Linked DNA regions of Gossypium hirsutum: region 1 is linked to region 2. The links are chromatin contacts, called in public Hi-C maps. All regions are on one chromosome and are shown on one strand. Each heading gives the region's core, a stretch centred on a gene start, on an enhancer-like site or on the middle of the called end of the contact. The rest is flanking DNA. Distances are from core to core; before and after follow the strand shown. Region 1 holds the start of LOC121204536 (molybdate-anion transporter). Region 2 holds the start of LOC107946358.

The links. A called contact is a pair of places that touch in the nucleus more often than the background predicts.
Region 1: a Hi-C map of leaf shows a contact between it and region 2, with 2.4 times the contacts expected there. The contact joins the promoter of LOC121204536 here to the promoter of LOC107946358 in region 2. A contact is called at or near these places in 2 of 34 Hi-C or Micro-C datasets (both in leaf).

Annotation. Positions count from the first base shown.
Region 1 is chrA08:69,794,242-69,802,091 of Gossypium_hirsutum_v2.1, reverse strand. LOC121204536 (molybdate-anion transporter) reads left to right here and starts at 6,442. Exons shown (of 8, transcript XM_041074537.1): 1 at 6,442-6,933. The coding sequence starts at 6,783.
Region 2 is chrA08:68,802,519-68,810,402 of Gossypium_hirsutum_v2.1, reverse strand. It overlaps LOC107946358, which reads left to right and starts at 4,604. Exons shown (of 5, transcript XM_016880654.2): 1 at 4,604-5,539; 2 at 5,638-5,843; 3 at 7,142-7,240. The coding sequence starts at 5,209.

The DNA.
Region 1 (7,850 bases), core at 5,193-7,692, 990 kb before region 2:
AAATATTGATATAATGAAATAAATGATATGTGTTTATAAGAAAACAAAAAGAGAATGTTATGTATCATGACATGTATATATATATATGACTAGTCTCAATGTAATGCTTGTTGGGTATGGAATTGAATTGAAATGTTTCAGGCAAACATGTTATTCTGCGCATCTGAATCGTGGTATTTTATAAAGATATGATCTAGCTTTAAATATGAATACTTGATGATTAAGCTGAAGATATTTGGTAAGATGATAATCTTGGTATAAATGTATAGGTGGTACTATAATAAACAAGGTAAAATGAGTATGAGAGACACATGTATGATGCCATACAAATGCTATGTTTGTGGTTTAATTGAGGATGTTTAATCATTAAATGAATAACATGTTATATGCTTTTGATTTTGTATAAGTGTGTAAGAGATCAAGGTTGACCAAAGCTTGGAAAATAGCCTAGGTATATTCCACACAGGCAGAGACACGACCATGTGTCTTAGCCGTGTATGGAACACGACTTTGGGACACGGGTGTGTGGAGCCTTAAAGCATGAAATTTCCAAGATTTTCGTAAGTTCTCGGTTTAGTCCCAAACCCTTTCTAAAGTATGTTTTGGGCTCCGTAGACTCAAATAAGGGACTATGTGTAAGAGAATGAACGCTTTGAAATATGAATAAAATTTTATGGCTCGTATTTTAGTTTAATGTTTGTATGTTTGTCTGGTAACGCCTCGTACCTTAGCCCGGCCTCGGATACGGGTAAGGGGTGTTACATATTTTACATTTGTACATTACCATTACCATCCACTTGTCATAATTTTAATTTATTTATCATATAAAAATCTTATAATATAATTATTTTAAATTAATTTAACATAATTTATATCTAAATAATTAATTATATAATTAAAATATAAAATAAAAATCTTAGATTTTTATTACATATATGCTGCCTCATTTCTTGTTAATGGCTTAATTGTCATTTTAATCCTTTTTATTTTCTTTTAATCTACAATTCAACTTTTACCCTTTATTCATTTTAGTCCGTTTTCCTAATTACTCTTAATTAAGCTAAGTTCACATAATTAGAACCTAATTAGGCACACCACTAGTTTCAAAAATGTTTCTAATAATTGTTTACGAACTCATTTCATTAAAACGGAGGCTCGATATTGCACTTGTTCGATGCTCGTGAATTTTAGGTCATTACATTTTCTGTACATATCTATATTTTTGTCTTTCAGTTACATATCTGTACATGCATTGACAACAATGCATCCTTTAGGTTTGGGGGTGTATTGTTCATTTAGGCTGCATTATATATTTAGTATGTATGTACATTCTATTCTCGTTAAATTTGTTTTGCCACTGCCACGTAACTACTAAGTACTATTTTGTCTATGTAGAGTACAATATTTACTTATGATGTTCGATGATGAACTTAAATTCTTCAATATACTTAGAACATGTGACAGGGGATTAAGGGAATTTAGGTTAGGTGTGGTTGCTTGAAGATTACCTCCTAAAAATGAGATGTCCTAACCTTAGTTATTTTTTTGGACTATAGCAAGTATCTTTTAATGAACTAAGAGACTTTTGAAGCCAAAATTAATCACATTGCCACAACATTACTTAAATAAAGAACACTAGACACTCCAATACTTAGAAATGCTAAGTAAGTTAGCACCACTTTGTTTGCTTCATCGTGTTGTTGACTAGAAAGGTAAGTCTAAGTAGGAGTGTGTAATAGAGAAAAGAAAATTATGGGCACTCCATTGTAGTGACAAGCTAAATAGCTAATGAAGTAGTTGTTTGCTCCATCCACCATCTCAGTTAAAAGGCTTAGCTTCAAGAGTGATTTCTATACAAATTGTGACATGATTGAGTATTAGGTAATTTAGTGTATGCTCCATTATGAGTATCAAGTCAAAGAATTTTGTCACATGCTAAATCCCCTAATATGCTTTGAAAGGAAAAAAATAGAAGAGAAAAAAATATAAGTAAATATTTTGAGTAGGCTTAAAGCAAGGGTTTCAAAGTAAGTTGAGTTTAGGTAACAAATGAATTGAGTAAATTAGGAGATGTTTGCTATGGCCAGAAAGCACACGTGAGTACTTAGGAAATTTTATTTTTAGGGAGGAATTTTCTGCACTACCTTTGAAACTCGAACAAGTTCTTAGAGATAGAAGATTGCTGAGAACTGAAGTATATATTATTTTTTGCATGGACTGTGTAACATCCCCAACCCGTAACCGTCGCCAGATTAGGATTACAGAGCATTATTGTATAAATGGAATATTTAAACATTCATTTCATACATCATGATAAACATAATATAAAACAACCATTCATATACATTTCGTCCCTAAATTGAGCCATCGGGGCACTAAAAACACCTTAGAAACAATTTGGGACTAAATTGGAAACATTTGGAAAGTCTAAGAAAAGGTTAGAAAAATTAGACTGCAGGGGTCACACGGTCGTGTGCCTCACACAACTGAGAGACGCACCCGTGTCTCAAGCCGTGTAACATTTGGACTAGGGACACACGATCGTGTCCTAGCCTGTGTCCTCATGTCATCGGTTCCCTACTCTAGTGTAGCCAGAAGTTTGATGTACAAATGGTTTGCACTCATCCTAGTATCTCACATGCTGTTAGTGTTGTAAGAAGATACATGGCTAAACCCGAAAAATTACACTGGCAAGTAGTTAAGTGGATTCTTAGATATTTGAGGAGGACATCAAATACTCGTTTAGAGTTCTGAAGAAGTTTAGAGGGTCTAGTTGTTATAGTATTCCCCAAGACCAATCATGAGATGATTGTAATTATATACTTGTTTTAATTGTTTATTAATATAAGGCATTGCCATTGTTATTTCAGTTTCTTTTTCAATTTAAATAAACTGAATTGTAATAAAGTCTTGAGAAAAAATATGATTTTTCTTAAAAGGTCCTTATTCAAGTATTATTGTATGCATTATAGTAGGCTTAGACAACAATAATGCATTGGGACTAATGTGTACTTGATTGATGACAAATCAATACATGAGTATGTGTTAGAGAACAAAATATTAGATTAACCCACTATGAGTATGTTTATTGGATTATTATGTAATAGTCACAACATTACTCATTGTGATAACTATGTATACGATTCTCAAACTTGAGATCATCATTATCCTAACATCGTGAGTCGTATATTTTGATACAGTCAAACATCTTCCGTAACAGGTTGTACTGAAAAGATTGATGTTGGATATGCCAGAATCTATGTAGAGGGATATGGTTGATCAATATAGGATTTGTCCCTCCTACATAATGGGAGTAATATCTTAGACCACTTGATTAAGTGAGACTAGAAATGTATGACCATGCTCAAATAAGTTAATATGAGATATCATACTTATTTGTTTATTGTAGTCTACTCAAGATATCAAGAAACATAAGATTGGTTTATGCAAGTGTGACTGTTCCATGACTTGTGTCCAATGTAGATATAAAGGACAAAAGGATGTAATACATGAAAGGTTTATCATAGAAAGGTTATGTTGAATTACGACTTCCTGTAACTTAGGTAGCAATGATGCATTGCTAGATGTCACTCATTGCTTGTATTATTAGAAATATTCTAGTATTAATATTAACGTTATAAGAACCTACAAGGTCACACCCTATGGTTAAAACGAATAAAATCCAAACACAATTGATATTATGGTTAGCTATCACATGAATTAAATTAATATTGAATTAATTTAATTTGACAATTAAATATTAAACAAATTAAATGTACAAGCTTGTTGTACACAAATAGAGAACATAGTTAAAATAAATATATGAATTTGATTCACATAAAATTTTAACAAAATATAGTTTACCAAAATTATTATAATAAATTATTATAATTATTATTTCGGTCAAACATTGAAACATGGTAGTTATAATTCTTTTTGAAAAGAATATAACATTTTAATGCTTTCCATTTGTTATCTATAGGATTATTCTGTTTTCAATATATGGATACCAAAAGTCTTGAATTAGGGTAAGAATGTTCTAAAAAGAAAATAAGAAAAGGTCTAGCAGTTGTTTTGGGAGATTTTCTCTGGAAAAGTTCCAGGAGAGTTTTTGTCGTTTGTTTTAATACTGGGTGGACTATGTAGAGGTTGAGATGTTTTCGTTGTGGCTTGGAATCGACATTGAATCAGCAGTATCCTTTCATCGCTTTTCAGTTATTCAACTCGTTTCATTCCTCGTACATGGATCTATGGTAGAGGATTGCCGAAATTTTTTTCTGTTGTGCCATGAGGAGTACCGACAATCCCAACACTAGTTGGCTACGTAGACTCAGGTTATGCATGAGATTTAGACTTAAAGAAGATCCCTCATGGGATATCTTTTTGCTTTTGGAAAATGTTCCATTAGTTGGAAACCATGCTTCAAGCCACTGTGGCTTTATCTACTATTGAAGTTGAATATATGACAATCACATAAGTTGTAAAAGAAGTCATTTGGTTGAAAGGTCTATTCGGGGAGTTGGTTAAGAAAAAAGAAGAAACTGCCGTATATTGTGGTAATAGAGTGTCATACATCTCACTAAAGATCAGATGTATCACGAAAGAACAAAGTACATAGACATTCAGTATCACTTTGTTCGAGAAGTGTTGCTCAAAGAGATATTTAGATTTATAAGATTGGTACAAAAAATAATCCAACCGATATGATGACTAAAAGTCTTCCAGTTTCCAAGTTCAATTATTGTTTGGACTTGGTTAGTATCATGTAAACATCAAATTAGGCTTGAGACGGGGCTCGACAAAGAAGACATGGCAAAATACGAGTTAAGGTGGAGATTTGTGAAATGTGCCTCGCATTTTTGGGTTAAACTAAAGTAAAAACAAAGTCAATGATGAAGTCACAACGATACGTCATGACAACGGGTGATGTTGGGACAACACGACGCGAGATGTTGGGACATGGCAACGTGTTCTCCACTAGATCGGGTTTCTTCTCCGAGTTAAACTATGCTATCTTTTCGTAGTTGAAATCTAAGAACTCTAGGGATATTTTAATTATATTAGCTCACAAATTTTAGTTTATAAATAGGGCTTTAGCAACCTTAGAAGAGTTGTTGAAACAACACAATAAAAGAGAGTTTTAAGGGAATTTCATTTCTTAGTCAGAGAGCTTTGTATTATTTAGGGATTAGGGTTTATTTTTCTCCATCATTATACTCTTTTAGTTTATTTTCCGACTAGTGAAGTTTTCTTTGTTGTGGATTTTTATCCTCTTCGTCGAAGGAGTTTTTTCACTTAAATATTTGTGTCCAATTTTCTCTAACCATTTTTGTTCGTTGTTTAATTTAGGTTTATCCCTAACATCTTTTAACAATTTATAAAAGAACTTTAAAAGTGGCAATAAAATAATATCAATCGTTATTCTAAAGAATGTTAATAGTTTTAGTTTTCAAGATCAATATAAAATTTTTTTCATATTATTTTTTATTGAAAAAGTGATCTAAATTGGATTAAAAACATGAATAGGAAACAAGAATCAAATTCGATACATAGTGCACTTTTGCTTATTAATTAGCAGAAGGTGATTAAAGCTAGTAGGAGGAGAATTACAAACATTAAAGCTTTGCTTGGTTGAGAGGAAAGAAAATTGGAAAAATGAAAAATTGAATAGGTAGAAAACTAGAAGGATGGAAAACATAATTATTTTTTCCATATGTGTGTTTAGTATATGTGAAAAATGGAAAGAAAGAAAATAAAATATTTGAAAAATGTATAATTTTGAACTAATATGCAAATCTTTTTTATTTTTCTCCTCTTATTATTTCAATTTGAAATGATTACTTTTTATGCATTAAGATGAAAAATAATATCCGCTACTATTTTTTTTCCTCTCACTTTCTTTCTTACTAAGTAGACCCAAAATTCATTTTTTCCACTTTTCCTTTCCTTTTTTTCTATTCCTCCACATTTTCACCTAAGCACACACTAAACAAGTTAAAAAAATTAAAACATCTGAGGCAACTAGTAATTGAAAATTACTACCTAACTGAACTAAAGCATCCACACATTGAATATTGTTTTTCTATTTTCTTAGTGGAAATATCAATGGTCTTCTTTTGTTTTTTTTTCATCTGAAATATGAATGGTTAGATCTAATATTTGGCATTGTTATGGCAAGACAATGATACGAAAATAAATATCTTCGGTAGGTGGACCCACAATGTGATCCAAGGGCCCACAGACAATTTTGGTAAGGTTAAAGGGGCCCACTTCATTTGATCCTCTTTGAAGATCCAAAGCGCATTGTCCATATGCTCTTAACCCACCGACATGTCCTCCTTGTTACTCTTCATATCGGACAACCCACGTCCCGCCACGTGTCGGACCTACAACCAAAAGGTCCACCTAAAAAGTGACCCAAATGTTAAAGGCTCGTCTTTCGCGGTTTTCATCCAATATTTACTCATCCTCACAAGTTCTCTCACACCTCCCACGCTCTCGTCATTGTACCTCACTCTTTTTAATGATTAAATCAAATGTACAACAACTAAGGACACTCCGAAAAGAAGCCACTGAAGCAGAGGCATGTGCAGGAAATAGAAACCGAATATCCATCATCTTTTCTTGCTGGGTATATCTCATATCTAACTCCCTTTTAAAGAACTAAAAAGAATCCAGTGTGCAGAAGACGCATTGCCTTGGGCTTCGGCTTCGGCTTCACAGCATTATTTTATTATCTGCGTCTCTCCTAGTAATTTGCGTAGCAGGGCCAGGCAGCAGCAATGGAGCTGTTCTACTTCGTCGTGTTCGGGGCATTGGGAGCGGTGGTGGCCACATTAGAGCTAAGCAAGACCAGCAAGGACCGAATCAACACATCCCCTGCTTTCAATTCCTTCAAGAACAATTACCTTCTTGTCTACTCTCTCATGATGGGTAACTAACTACCCTCGTTTTGTTTTACCCAGATCTGATTTCCATTTCTATCTTTGGATCTCACTTTTTTTTTTACATTAACATGGATCTGATCTATTGTTGGTGGATTTTTTTAATGAATTTAGATGCCCATTTCCTAGATTTGCAAGTTTTTGTTATTTTTTCCCGTTTTGGTGGATAATGTTCTTGTCATTAATGACTACTTTGAACAATACTGTTTCTATTTGCTTTGGAAATGGAAAACGGGATTCATTCATTTGATTTAGCTTGTAAAAGACAAGGAAATGGTACTTGAAAATGACTTCCAATAAGTTGTATGTCGATTTTTAGTCCGTTTCTGTTTTCTGGTTGAGACGATGGATTTGGTTTTTTTTTTTTTGGTGGGTCGGAGACAGGTCGCTATTGCTTGGGTTCTAGGTCCTCTTATTGATGATGGTCCTGAATAAAAAATTGAGAATTAAGTCTATTTTCTTGGAGCTTGAGTAAAGTCCTACTTCTGCCGAGTTTAGTCTGCCGCTGCCCCATTAAGATTTTTTTTCCTTAGATAGTAAAACTAGCTGAAAGCTAAATAAAGTTGCATTAAACCCTTGAATTAGTTTCTTGGTAATAGAAGGAGTGATGGCGCTTCTAGTTGTCTCCTTGGGATGCAACTGGTCAGTAATTTGACTTATTGTATCAAAATTTGCTGTTAAGCTAGCACTTGACAATACCGTGAAAAAAAAAAAGGTTAGCACTTGAGCAAGTCTTTCTTTGATTAATATGCATCATAAACATGTAGCTTCATTAGTGTAATGCACGATATCTGTTCCGGAGGTATGATCATATCTGTAGTTATGTTTTCTGGTAATTGTGAAAGATTAACATTCTTATATTGTGGTAATTGGGCATATTCTAGCTTGCTGTTCTAATAAATGGTT
Region 2 (7,884 bases), core at 3,355-5,854:
TCGCTAATCCTCCATAGAGGGATTAGTTCCTCATGGTTTTTGTAATATCCCGAGTTAGGGCCTAATCAGAATAGTGGTTTCGTGACCACAAATCTGAGATAGAAATAATTATTTTATAATTATTTTGATGATTATGATATGATTGCATGATTGTGTGAAAATTTCGTGATGAAATTCTATGCCTAAAGTGCTTAAATTGAAAGTAGGGACTAAATCGAATAAGTTACAAAACTTGCATTCCAGAAGTTTTTAGTAAGAAATTGTTTTGGAATATTAATGAGGAGGTCTTAAATAGCAATTTGACCAATTTTAAGTTCATGGACAAATTTAGGACATGGAAGGAAATTTTGGAAAGTTTAGTAGTAAGGGTATTTTGGTCATTTAGTTATTAAAATGAATTAAAAACAAAATTAAAAGCTAATTTTTGTCCATCTTCTTCATTAGGCCGAAATTTCAAGGGTTCTCCATAGCTAGGGTTTGTTTCAAGCTTCCAAGCTCCATAATCAAGAAAGACGTGGAATCGACCTCAATCGAGGAAAAGAAAAGATTGTGGACTAGATTGCAAAATCCTTGTATTTTGGTACCAAGGTAAGTTCATGTGTAAATAATGTAGCATAATGGTTATTTTTAAGTTATTGATGTTAATTTTATGTTATGCTGAATTTTATTATGAAATGTATGCTTTGTGGTTAATTTCAAATAATATGTAAATTATGTGAGCTACTTGTTAAATATAATTGTTACTGAGTATTGATTTCGGCATTCTACGGAAGACGGCAAGGATAAGTGTTTCTAGGAAAAAGCCCGTTTGAACCTTAGGAATAAATTAGGATACAAGTGACATGTCACTAGGATGGTTGAGCATCCGAACTCGTTGAGTTGAGTCCGAGTTCGTGAGATGTAACTAGGCATCCGAACTCGTTGAGTTGATTCCGAGTTCACTTATGGATGCGAACGCCCGAGCTCGTTGAGTTGAGTCCGAGTTCGCTTATGGGCGGGTTACATGATTGCTTGATTGAATATGTGGCACTTATATGCAAATTATCCATGTATCCGAATTATATTCCGATGTGTTCAACGGGTAAAGTTTTACTCAAATGGAGGAATACTCGAGATGAAAAGAGACGTATTGGTAAGTGATGAGAAATGGATATTTTGGACAGGTATGTATTTAACCCTCGGGTTGAGTGTTGATTACAACCACGATAAGGTAATAAGATGATGAAAAATGATTAAAAAATGTGATAAGTGTGTTGATGATATATGCTAATGTTGATTAGTTTTATTGTTTGTTATGTTATTTATTATTTACATATGAACTTACTAAGCATTTATGCTTACTCCCTCCTTCTTACTCATTGTAGTTTTGGACAAGCCAGTTCAGGAGTCGTGGGTCGAAGGCTCAGTCACACTATCCGGAAGATTTTTGGTAAATGGCTTGTAAATTTAAGTATGGCATGTATAGCAATATACTTATTTTGTGTAAATGATTTTATGATATGGTGACAGAATGGTTGAGAAAATATTTGATAATGATAAATTATAAAAATGGTAAGTTTAGATTATGTTTGATGATAAGGAAAATTATTAAGATACTTAGTGCATAAAAACTCATAAGAGGGATGAAATTTGCCATAAACAGAATACTGCAGCAACACTGACATGAGTTTGAAAATTTACTAAAAATCATAGCAATTGAATTTGGTGATGGACTACATATCAAGTTGAAGCTTATTATGTCTAGTTTCACATGAAACAAATGAAACAGGTAAAAGAATTATATGTTAGAAGATATTTGAATTTTAGTGAAACAGGGTCATAGCAGTTTCTGAATCCCCTGTTCCTACTTTAGAAATTCACCATAAATTGTGAAGATATAATTATGTGGTGTATTTTATATCCTCATAATCCTTATTGAGTCTAGTTTTAGGAGAAACAAACCTCATAGTCATATGAATTTTGTAAAGAGAGAAATGTGGTTCGTAGTAAACAGAGGTCAGACCAGTCAAGTCCTGAAACAGGGGTAACTTTAACTAATAAACTGTACTAATTGGCCCCACCAAAAATTTTATAAAAAAATTAGTAGATAGGTATATAAGTCTAGATTCAGGGAAAATTTATGGATCTTGATTTCGAGTTTCGTAACTCGAGATATGATTTTTCTTGTGACTGTGACGCAAGTAGCTTAAAAGCTGTGAATGTAGAAACAAATAATCCAAAGTTCTAAAAATGTTAAATTAAGCTTAGTAACACCTCATACTCGACTCCGGCGACGGTTTCGGGCGTGGGGGCATTACAGTTTTCATAGATAATATAGAATCAATATAAAAAATCCATCGACTGCAACAGGAGAGGCATCTACGTACATGCCTTTCATAGAGACTTTATTGTCTCGTGCTTTCCAAAAATTCACATAGAATTCCTAGACAATCGATATAACGGTTGGTTTCTGAGGATGCCGGAAAAAAGTGTTCCACCGTAAGCGATCAATCTTTGTAATTATAGGATCGTGAAAATTTGAGTGGCAAAATTGAAGCCACGTTCAAGAATTCGTGGTTTATCCACAAAAGCCAGCTCAGGTAACGGCGTCGGTGGAGACAAATCATCTCCTTGGTTCATGGGAACATCATGTTCCTCGATTCAACGAGACGTAGGTCATTTGTGAGGAGGCATGCTTAACTATATTCCAACTTCAACAGCTAATAAACCCAATACTATTGATGCAAATAAATTTCCCAGTTCGCCAATCTATTTATTAAAATAAAAATTCAATGCTAATATACATTTAAATTTAGAGAAGATCATTATATCACCGGATATTTGTTGCTGTTGTCGCATTAGCGTTACTGTGATTCCACGTCAACCACCGTGGGTAAATTTGCTAAAGAGGGTTGAAGCACTAAATAATGGGCTGTTTCAATCCGAGAATGGCAAGCAAATAGATAAGAACGGAAGACTAAAGTCCAATAACTAAAGAAAAATTAAAGAAACATGGGTTTTGAGGCAGTGGCAGTGAAGAATGGTAAAGATGATGAAGAAAAATATGTTTGGGGCGGCACTTTTACGACTCATTGTGATGAAGCCCTTATATAATTTATTTTATTAACCAATCTGTTCGAAAAAATTACAGGTTTAAAAAAGAATACACTACACTTATGGCACCAGATCCAACATCACCTACCTAAATATTCACCTAAAGTCGTCAATTCTAAGTTTTGAACTTTATTCCATTTAGTCTAATTTTTACAATTTAGTCTCTGTACCAAAAACTAGTCAAGTGACATTTCCATCAACCAACCACCATAAATTTAGTTACCACTCATTATCATCTTGCAAATAATAGTCAAACACATGCTTAAATAGTTCATTAAAATAAAGACAAAAGAAAGGTTAGAGGAAGCTTAGGAATTTCTTGATGGATGCTTTGAAGAAGATGATGGAAATAATAATGGAGGTGGAAACACAACTAAAGTTAAGATTTTTATGCTTTGGAAAGTAAACACAACTAAAGTTAAGAAGTCTTGTACCCTCAAGGCAAAGGGACTTGACTTTGTAACATCCATAGCATCAATGTCACAATACCTACGTTGAATGTTGTTTCCTCAAGGTTGGGCCATTGTCGTCTCCCTACACTAACTCAAACACATCGTTAGGTTCCCCGTGACACCATTTTGCCAATTTTGGTCTTAAAAGGGGTAAAACTAAAAAAGATTATTATTAATGATAAAGATTAAAAGTCAACAAAAGTATGTAAATGACTTGTAAATTGCTTGAGAATAAGCTCATTGAGTGTTGAGGAGAGCCTAATTTGACGTATCAAATTACGACATGTCATTTTGCAAAGTTATAAGGTAAACACCCCAAGAGGAGACTTCTCACTAAGTTTAATAGAAGAACCACTTATAGCCTCATAAGGCACTTAGCTTTATTTTGCATAGTTACAAAGCAAACACCTCAAGAGGAGATTGCTTGCTAATTTAATAGAAGAACTGCTTCTAGTCTCTTAAGGCACTTAAATAAATTCAACAAAGTTATAAAGTAGACACCGAGAGGAAATTGATCGCTAAGTTTAATATAACTACTTCTAGACTCTCATAAGGCACTTAACTTAATTTTGTAAAGTTACAAAGCAGACACCCCAAAGTGGATATTGCTCGATTAGTATATTCATACACTTTCAATAGTATCGAATATGTGTAATTTGATAATTGACACTCATCGCCAACCCTTCACCTATTTAATAAAAATATGCACATATTTATATTTTAATTTTAATTTGCGCAAGCAATATATGTCGACCAATGCCTCACTCATATTTAAGCAGTCTTATAACTGGTTGTCGGTACAAAATTGGTAACCCCTTTATTAGTATGAGAAATTGAAACCGTTCATAAAAATGTGTGTAACATACAACACTGAGGCTTTGCTCATACTTTTGTCTTGGATAAATGTTACTTTATAACCTCTACCTCAATTGGAAGGCAATTGTTATGAATATAAAACATTATATATATAAAATATGTCAAGGGACCCACGGGTCTTATCCCTTGTAATCCTATGACAATCTAAATATACTAGGCTATCATTACCAAGGCCTTAAGATAAAAAGGAGACAATGAAACAACAAAAGGTCTTCTTCTCCAAGCTTATCTATTTTTCATCTTTCTCCATAACTCTCCATGAGAGAGCTTACTCCCTTCATGATTCACCGCTAGAACAATCAACTTGTCGCCTCATCTTAAACAGAGTGAATCAATTAATAACATCACAGCCTCCGTCTTATCTAATATTTGCATTAACAATATTCAAGTCCAATTTTCAGATTTAGATTTTAGCCGAAGTAGCATGATACTTAGATAACTATAATTATTTTTTTGGTAATATTTGATAGCGGTAATTTGAACCACTCTCTAACGTACTTTCACCCTCTTTATGTATTAGGTTTTCGATCAGCTTAAACGACATAGTTTTGTTTCCCTTTTTTTTCTTTTTTCTTTTGATCATTTTTATTTCCTTTTTGGGTGAGAGCGTGCAAGATATATTTTTCCGTCTTTAACTCTTAACGGAACACAAAGATTATTTATTTTCCTCCTCAAAATTTCCTCCTCGAATTTTCCTCTAAACCAAACAGGACCAGAAGGAAAGTTTTAGAGATTTTCAAATTCAATAGAAAACATTTTTTTGTTGAAAAAAAAAGAAAAAACACAGATGAATTTGAAAGAACCATTATGGAGCAAGAGAACAGAGTCAAACGAACCTCCATCTCCATCATCGTCATTGCCAAGAGACCCAGAAACAGAGGCTGCCGCGGCTGCTGCAACGAGTGCGGTTGAAGAACTTGTTAACTCTCTCAACAAGCAACGAATCTACAGAGAAGTCACCCTCGCTCTCCGCACTGGCTTGCGCGACGTCCGCGCCGAGTTCTCTTTCCTTCGAGTCCGTGGCCTTCGTTTCCTCCTTAAATCCCTCCGATCCATAGCGCAGTCTGACTCCTCCATCACTCTCTTTTCCCAAACCCAGTCCATCCCTGACCTCCAAGGTTCATGATCTTTAAATCTTTTATTTTTCTCTAAAGAATCTGTCGGTTTTTATTCTCTTATTTTTTTTATGTGTGAATTATGAGTCTCTTGATGGCAGTGGTTCCGCTGTTGTTTGAGCATTCCTTTAAAGAAACAGAGGATGAAAAGTTGGGAAGCTTGGATCACATATTCAGCGTGGAGCCAATGAAGGTTAAAAGTCCTTCCACGGATTCAGAAGTTGCTCTTGCGCTTAGAGTCTTGGAAGGTTGCTGTCTACTTCACCCTGAAAGTACTCGTTTGGCCCATCAACACAAAGCCATCCCGGTAATTAGATTGCTTTCGTGAATGACTGACAAATCTCTGGTTGATGGGAAATGTGAACTAGGATTGAAAAGTGAACATTAGATACCATTGTAGAATGTAGTTTTGAGCATGTCAAATTATCTTAAAACAAAACCATAAGGGGCGTTTGGTTCAAGGAATGGAAGCTTACCTTTAGTAAGGGAATTATCCAAATGTAAGATTACTTAGCACTAATCGGATATATTACATTCACCTGTCCTTGTTATAGAATTTGCTTCTTCTTTTTTTTTTTTTTTAACATGTATAAGGAAAGAAGTTGAAACAATTTTATCCATCATTAGCATGCAAATTAAACTTATATATGCTCCACGAATGTATTGAGATTACCCTGGAATCATACTTTACTCAAGGAAGAGGTATTATTGAGATTTCCCCTATATTACTGAATTTTAGCTCTGTTCGGAATGTAAGATTACCTGCTCGATAGAGGGAATGTAATTCCGGCTTTTTATATTGTCATCAGGAATGTAGGATTTTGTGAACCAAACGCCCCTTCAGTGTGTTGTTTCATAGCTGCAATTTGCCTACATTTAACCACTTTATTTTTTGGAATAGGTTTCAACCAGCAGCATTTCCTCATCCGTTGCCAACAATAATATGCTTATGGATACAAATTTCTTCTAAACATTTATTAAATAACTAGTTCAATTCATTATAGTTGTCTTGAATAAATTTGTTATAGTCTATAATAGGCAGTGAATATTTTGGCTGACTAGTTTTATATAAATATATATGTATATATTTGGAATTTTGTGGTGGTTAAAATTTACAGTTAATACATGCATTCAACCTTTTTGCAAATATATGCTAAGTTTTAATTTTAGCTTTTACTTGAGCATAGAATAATCTACTGAATTTAAATTTGTGTCCCTCAATAAACAGTACAAGCCTTTTGAAACAAAATAAACTTAAAGGTTGTTACTATTGACTCAAGGAAAGAAAAACATATAATTAGAATATTCTATGCTTAATATAAATGTAGTGGATTATTGTTATTGGATTTTTTTATGTGGAAGAGGGAGAAGTTGACCTCAACTCTTTTTGAGTAGGGGGAAGCATACGCCTAACTGAACCAACTGTTTAGTCATGTGAATTATTAATTATTAAGTACCATGATATATCTTTTTATTGTACTCAGAATTTGGTAATATCATTTCACAAGAGTGGACAAAAATGTTTCAAGAATGGTGCAAAGTATTCGGTCTTTAGTTATATAGTATAATGTGTAGTATAATCCTTGACTGCTTGATATGATACAGGTTTTGATGAATGTTTTGTCAACTCGAGGAGTTCTTGAACAAGGTGCATGCCTGGATGCTTTAATCTCGATACTGTTGGATTCGTCAGCCAATCAAATGGTATTTTATCCTTTTTTGGCTGTGGAATGTGTTATATATCTAAACTTACTAATGCTTTTGTTTCAACTTATAGTCTGTTGGTTTATTTCAATTTCCTTTTTGGCTGCCAACTTTTATTAACAGCTCTCAGTATTCTAATGCTAATGCTACTGTCTCATGAACCTGTATTCCTGCATCATCATGGTTGCATAACCTTGATATCTGTTTCAGCTTGGACAATTACTCTTTAAATTTGTTTGTGCCATTTGTAAATCCTCTTTTCTGTCTTAATCCTTAAAGAAGTTAAGTTTTCAAGGAGTGTTAGCTCACCAGCATTAGTAAATTATAGTGAAGGCGTTCTTCTGCAGCCTTCTCCTTTTGTCTAGGAGAAGAAAAAATAGCCCAACTTTACTTGGTATCCACTTCGTTTTGTTTCTTTTATGAAGAAATAATCTCAAGTTCTCTCCAGGCCTTATCAGTTTTTAACAAGTGAAAGACTTGGTGACTTCCAGGCATTCAACAAGATTAACACTATAGGCTTATAGGAAGCAAATTGGTCTCCTATCAGCTAGTCAAAATCCTCTTGAAAGGTTGTTCCTTTAAGCAAGAATGACACACAACAGCTGTTATAATTAGGTACTTAGATTTACACCAGTCTCCTGCCA